2 separate regions of the Mus musculus genome follow, and region 1 is linked to region 2. The links are chromatin contacts, called in public promoter capture Hi-C maps. All regions are on one chromosome and are shown on one strand. Each heading gives the region's core, a stretch centred on a gene start, on an enhancer-like site or on the middle of the called end of the contact. The rest is flanking DNA. Distances are from core to core; before and after follow the strand shown. Region 1 holds the start of Mrps33 (mitochondrial ribosomal protein S33). Region 2 holds the start of Mtpn (myotrophin).

Evidence for each region. Promoter capture Hi-C pulls out the DNA fragments that hold promoters and counts their contacts.
Region 1: a promoter capture Hi-C map of pre-B cells shows a contact between it and region 2, with 2.7 times the contacts expected there. The contact joins the promoter of Mrps33 here to the promoter of Mtpn in region 2. A contact is called at or near these places in 1 of 39 promoter capture datasets (pre-B cells) and 1 of 484 Hi-C or Micro-C datasets (CD4 T cells).

Annotation. Positions count from the first base shown.
Region 1 is chr6:39,809,167-39,812,372 of GRCm38.p6, reverse strand. It overlaps Mrps33 (mitochondrial ribosomal protein S33), which reads left to right and starts at 1,437. Exons shown (of 3, transcript NM_010270.2): 1 at 1,437-1,509.
Region 2 is chr6:35,537,919-35,541,607 of GRCm38.p6, reverse strand. Mtpn (myotrophin) reads left to right here and starts at 1,720. Exons shown (of 4, transcript NM_008098.4): 1 at 1,720-2,069. The coding sequence starts at 1,998.

The DNA of each region.
Region 1 (3,206 bases), core at 188-2,687, 4.3 Mb before region 2:
TGTCAGTGAAAGGCTTGCCGAGGAGACATGCCTTTTTTATGAGAGGCGGTCTCTCAGCTCTTGTTTTTTCAAGGAAGAAATTCAGAGGAGACACACAGTGTAAGCAGTTTATCTAACAAAGCAAGCGAAGATTTCAAGGAGTGAGCTGTTCCAAAGAGAAGGGCAAGAGCACAGTAGATTCCCCGTCGTATTTTTTTTTTAATTCTTACATTTATAAAGTGGGTGTCATAGTGATAGAGTAGGGCGAGCCTTTTTCTTTCCTAAGTCACGGTGGGTCAGATCACTTTTGAAGGATATTTCTTCTCAGGATCCTCTAGAAAAGCTTATCCTGGCCAAGCCCACAATGAAAATAATATCGTAATGAAGTCATGGTCTCTGCAGGATGCTGACCCTTCACTGGTGCACACGTAGGCAAATACCCCGGTACCTTAGTTGTTGATGCGGTATGAGCAACCTATCTTCATTCCCAAGGACAGTCAACGGTAAAGGGCACTCTGACCCGCAGCTGACACAGCTGCGCAGATAAAGCTGCAGTTTTCTTGGCCCACATATCTGATTTCTTTTGAGATTGCTCAAGATCTCATGATTGATCTCATACTGTCCGTTACGATATTTTCTTGCTCCACAATTAAGACATCTTGCTTTTAAAAAACAATTGAGAGTTTATCATAAAAGTTTGAGTCTGGGATTGACGGCCCAGGTGTGTACCTTTAATCCCAGCACTCAGGAGGCAGAGGCAGATGGGTCTCTGAGTTTGAGGCCAGCCTGGTCTACACGGTGAGTTCCAAGACAGCCAATGCTACATAGAGAAACCCTGTCTCAACAAACAAAACAAAACAAAAAAAGAAAAGAAAAGAAAAAGGCTGGGGACAGAGTTTTACACTAGCTTATCCAAATGTACAAAGAGAAGCAGAACTTAGGCTATCTTCCAAAACACAATTTCTCTGTGTTACTGCTCCTGTCTATCTCCTATCCAAGAGTTCTATCCCTGTACCCCGAAAAGAGAACCACAGCTCAACTCCTTGATTGATAGGAACCCAACACGGTCAGAAAGACTCTGAGCTAGCATCAAGTATCTTTGGAACGCAAAGAGCATAAGCTCTAATGAAAAGAAAAATGAAACGTGAAGACAAAGGAAAAATACTGCATTTCATTCTATTATCACAGAGCAAGGAGCTTCAGCGAGGAGGGACTCAGCTCTGGCTATTCTCGACAAAATGATGCGTGTGGTCCCTCTAGAACCTTCCTGGATAGCCAAGGCTCCCCCACTCTCAGAACCACACCCACACAACCCGGCTTTCCTCGCGGGCGGAGGCCCTGGGCTCAGAGCGAGCGCGGCCGCTAGGTGTCGCCCGAGGTCCCGCCCCCAGGGAGTGAGAGTAGTTCCGGGTTGTCCGCCGACTCCGCTCTAGCCATCAAGCTTCCGCCTCTCTCCTGCTCTCTGGAGCTGGGAAGCAAGTAAAGGGGGGCGGGCCTTCCGGGGACGCGCGTGCGCGAGGTCAGGAGCAGGTAAGGCAAGCGGAGCGCTGGGGTCACAGCAGAGGGCGGCGGCGGTGCGGGCGGACCCGGGTCCCTAACCTGGTGGAATTGCCAGATCCAGTCGAGTCAGTTAGGGGCCTTCCTGGAGCTTCCACGTGTACCCCACAAACACCCGAGGCTTTCCCCTTATCCTGTGGGGAACTGAACAAACCAAAAACGCACTTCCTTTCTCCTAGTGAGCCCGCCCTCGCACTCAGTTTTGTGTGGGATGCGCCGGCGATATTTGTTGATTGTTATTTAAAATGCAGTTTAGATGATGCTTGGGAAAATGAATGACTCTACTACAGCTTCCAGCGCCGGAGGAGTGCGCGAATCAGACAGCGGAGAGTATGAGTTGTGCATGCTGAACAAAAAAAAAAAAATAAAGTTATCTGTTCGGAGGGGTTCATGCCCTGTGACCCAGTAAAATAATTGGTACCAGTTTTTAAATGCTCTGAGCACGTTGCTTCTCAGTAACAACTCGTATGCATTCCTTGGGTCGTGATTAGGCAGGCACTATGCCTTCAGCTTTCCTTGTCAGTCGAAACTCAAATAATAAGGTAAATTGTACTCCTGATGTTGATAATTGACCTACACTTATACCCACACAAGTGTACCTGCAAGCATTTTAAATAAATAGATCCATGAGAAAGATAAACTTATCTTTTTATGCCAAAAGGGGAAAAAAGAGTTCTGAATTTTCAGATGTGGGCTTTATGTGTTTTGCTTGACATATTTAAGTAATTTGGTTTTGCTTCTCATTTTCAACGGTTATTTTCACCTGTATTTTTCTTTCATTCACATTTAAAGAAACATGATATTTCAAAGGAACTAATTTGTGAGGCTGAAGAGATGGCTCAGTAGTTAATAGAGCATATTGCTCTTGCAGGATCCAGGTTGAGTTTCTAGTCAGATAACTCACAACCACGTATAACACCATTATAGGGCAGAGGTTCTCAACCTGTGAGTCACATATCAGATATCCTGCATATCAGATATTTACATTACAATTCATAAATTCATAACAATAGCAGAACTGCAGTTATGAAGTAGAAATGAAATAATTTTATGGTAGAGGGGTCAGCACGACATAAGGAACTGTATTAAAGGAACGCCGCATTAGGAAGATTGAGAACTACTGGTCTAGGGGAACCCTCTCCATCTTGCCTCCCTGGGAACATAGTCACACAGACCCACCCACAAATAACTTTTGTTTGTTTGTTTTTAATTTTTACCCTATTGTGTAACTCCTAGGATAATTTTATGTGAATTGAAATCTAATTGGCATGTAAATCATTTGACTTAATGTTATATAATTTAAAAGGTTATATTCTTTCATAAAATTGAAATCCTTTAGGAAAGCATACTGAAATCTCAAAACGTCCTAAATTTTTAAATAGCCCTTTACATGTATGTGTGTGTGCTCAGGCATGCAGAGGTCACCTTAGGGGAGTCCCAGAGATCACAGTCAGATGGCAGGCCTGGTGACAAGCACCTAAACTGCTAAGCCATCTTTCCAGCCTCTTCTTTTTTTTTTTTTTTTAAGTTAAAGAAGGGAGAAGGGAGGTAGCAATGCATCCGCCCTAGGACCAGTTACAGAAAGCAGGCATTTTAGCCTGTGTTTTTGTGGTGAGACAGGGTCTCACCATGTAGCCCTGGCTTGCCTAAAATTTCACTTAGAACAAGAC
Region 2 (3,689 bases), core at 471-2,970:
ACAAAACCAGCCAGAGTATGCCCAATACTTTAAAACTATTAAACTCCACCGTATGCTTCCAACCTCTGTATTTTGTGGTGCAGAAATAAATTAGTTTGGTTTATTTGTTTACCGAATAATGAATAATAGCCTATATACATAATAGTTCTAGTAGGAATTTTTTCTCAGTGTTCTTGGGTATATACATAAATTTGAATCATTAGGATTGTAAGATAGAATTCACCAGGTGGTTGAATTCTAAGATGTTTCAGCCAAATTCTAAGAACAAAACTGGCTTCAGAAAAACAGTTCTGTTTGCTACAAATCAAATAAAAAGTGAGTGCTTCTTAAACCACACAAATTTTTAATGATGCTACGCATGTTTGTTAGCGGTCATTTGTTGGTCAGGAAAAGCTCCTAGTTTTTAATTGCCATCACACACTTAAGTATTTTCCACCATAGAAAGTAAATGTACATAATTCACGTTGTTGAGTTGGCAAGATGGCTCAACCAGGAAAGATGCTTGTGACAAAGCCCGATGGTGACCTAAATTCAGTCACTAGGACCTACATAAGAGTACTCTCCCACAAGTTGTCCTCTGAGTTTACACGTATGCACACTCATGCCCACATCAGTGCATCTGTACACAAGCACGTACGTATGCAATTAAAAAGAAATAAACCTACTGACACCGTTGTCTCAACTACGTGTTGAAGATTTCCTTCTGAGAAAAAAAAAGTTTTATTCTTTCCTTTTTATTTCCTTCTGGTGGATGTCCCAAAGAAACTGCATGGTTGAGGAAAGGGAGAAGAAAGGCCAAGAGTGGTAGTGGGAGAGAGAGGAGAAAAGACCAAGGGAGAGAGCCCCACCCAGCCACTGATGTATGAGAATAGGAATAGAGTTTGATGCCTAAAGGTAAAACAAACCAGTAGGTCCCACACGTATGCACTCAACAGGAAGCGCTAAGTGGGTTCAGAGAGCTCAACACAAGACCCGAGCACTGCTGCAGAGATGGCTCAGAGGTTAAGAGCACTGGCTGCTCTCGCAGAGGAGCCCGGCTTGGTTCCCAGCATGGCCCATATGAAGGCTCACCGCTGTCTGTATCTCTAGCTCTCTCAGATTTTATGCTTCCTCTTGCCTCTTCGGGCACTCGCACACATTGGTTCACATAAATGTATATATTCTGTCAAAACTATCATACACGTAAATGAAAATTTGGTTTTTGGTTTTTTGTTTTTGGTTTTGTTTTAAGAAGAGAGGTCACATAAAGTTGTGAAGGAAAAGTAGTGGTGAAGTGGAGAAGGGATTCAGGAATGAATTTGTTCAAAACATACTATATGCATAGATGAAAGTCTCAATAAAAATGTTTTGAGAGTGGGTTGGTTTTTTGTTTTTCCTCTTTTACTAGTTTAAAGTGGGATAGTAAGAGAGAGAGAATCTAAACACATTATTATTATTATTATTATTATTATTATTATTATTATTATTATTAGTTATTTTTAGAATTATTAGAAAGTGAGCCCTGGAAACTAACGTTCCCCTCTGTCGTGGAACTGGAGTGTCCTACTCCCATCCAACACCTCCCCAGGTTCAGCCCCTGATTTTCCTGACCTCCAGGAACATTCTACTCAGCCTCACGGCCCCGCCCATTGGAACCACGCCTCTACTCTGCCTTGGCCGGCCAGGATAATGCGCCTGCGCAAAAGTGGCTCTCCTGAGGTAAGCAGTCGGGGCGGGGTCCCGAGCAGAGCTTTCTGGAGAGAGGAAGAGGAAGAGGAAGTGGGAGGCGGGCCCTAGCGGGGCGTGAACCGGAAGTGTAAGCGTCCTGCTTCTCCTCAGCTAGGCGGAACCTGCTCTGCTGGGCCCAACGGCTGCAGAAGAACTTTCTCCCGCCCGAACCGTAGCCGCGACCCGCAGTCTCGCCCGCTCAGCGGCCTGAGGCGCGTCGCTTTCTCGTGTCCCCTCGTCGGGCCTAATCGCCGCTCCTGCCCGGCCCGCCGGCCCACCCCGCTGCAGTCATGTGCGACAAGGAGTTCATGTGGGCCCTGAAAAACGGAGACTTGGATGAGGTGAAGGACTATGTGGCTAAGGTGAGCGGGGATGCGCGGCGCTGATGCTGCGCTGCGGCGGGGTGGGTGGTCGTGAAGCCCAGGGCGTGGGGGACACCGGGAGCTGGGCCAGCTTGGGAGACTCGTGGACGCCGCAGGGCCTGGATCTGGGTGGCTCCTCGGTGCCAGGTAACCGCTGTGTTGTTGCTAAGGCGGCTGTGGCCTGTCCCAGCCCCGCAGGTAACGGGCGCCTGGTTGTCTCCCTCGATCGGCACGGGCCGGCCCTCTAATACCCCGGGTACTGCAATCTTTGAATGAGGCATTTCTCCATCTTGGCCTCGCACCGGGTTCCTGAGAAGGAAACCCGAGCAGTTCGAATCGGGAACGATTTCCTGAACGTGCGGCCTGGTGGAGATGGGGAGGATTCAGAGGATCCGTCACCCGTGAAATGAGCTGCCCCAAAATAGCCATAGTTAAATTTCTGAAACTTGGTGTCACTTCGCTCTGAAAGTCTTTAACTTGGGTGTGGCCTTTTTCCTCTCCACCACCACCACATAATATGTGTATGTGTGTGTATCGTTTGCTTCGAGTGGTAAGGTTGCCATTTGGCATCTGGGGTGTTGGGAAATCGGAGTAGTTTTCAAAAAGCCTTTTAACTTGGGGTACTCCATTATTTCATCTGAAGTCCGCGCGCGTGTGTAGTAAATAGTACTGCAGTCTGATCACGCTATGTTTGGGATATGGTTAAGAAACCCAAATTCAAAACCATACTTGGAGGTACTTGGAAAGTTCTGACCTGGCCTGCCTTTGGGTCTTAAATTGCTCCTTTTGTAATTGTAAGGAGAACTTCTATAGTTTTATTATTATTATTATTATTATTATTATTATTTTCCGAAAGTAGAATTTTGTGACAACTGTGAACATCTTGGTCCTCTTCAAAAAGTGTGAGCCTGCGGTCAAGATTTTAAATCTTAAAAGGTGTGAGCGGTGGCATCCTGCCTCACAGGACTTGTTTTAGGAAACAGGCAGAAGCAGGTTGATTGGTTGGTTAGTTTGTTTGTTTTTAACTACAGGATTGTACAAGGATGATAGTTTTTTCTCCACTTGATGCCTTATAATTTAGACTTTTCACATGTATTTGATCTGCTTAGTTGATTGTAATGGATGTTTAAGGCAAGCTACCTTCTGACTACCTTAGCTAGTAACAAATAGAAACCTGAACTACCGTCTCTTCAATGTAGAGTTATAGAAAAATACATCAACCAGTAGTGGAACAACACACGATTGTCTCAAAGTGAGTGGCTCTTGTTTTTCCAGCCCCTGCTCAAACATAGGGGATTTAAAATACAAAACATTAATAAAGAATTTACAGTTACAAAAATAACATGCATGAAATTGTTTCTGTTGTCAATATGTTAACTTACAACTTCATGACTGAACCATTCATCCAAAGTGGAAATTGGGTGATTGTCCTGCATAGCTGAGGTTTATCAAGACTACCTTGCTTCACTCTCCAGTCTCAGCATGACTTGAAGTTAGTTGCTGCTGTTTCCTATTCCCCACCCCACCCCACCCCACCCCCTGTATTTTCTTGATTTGGTTTGCCCACCCCCATCCTGGTCATCTTCAATAGTTAGCTGAAGGGATCAGTGTTTATTTTAA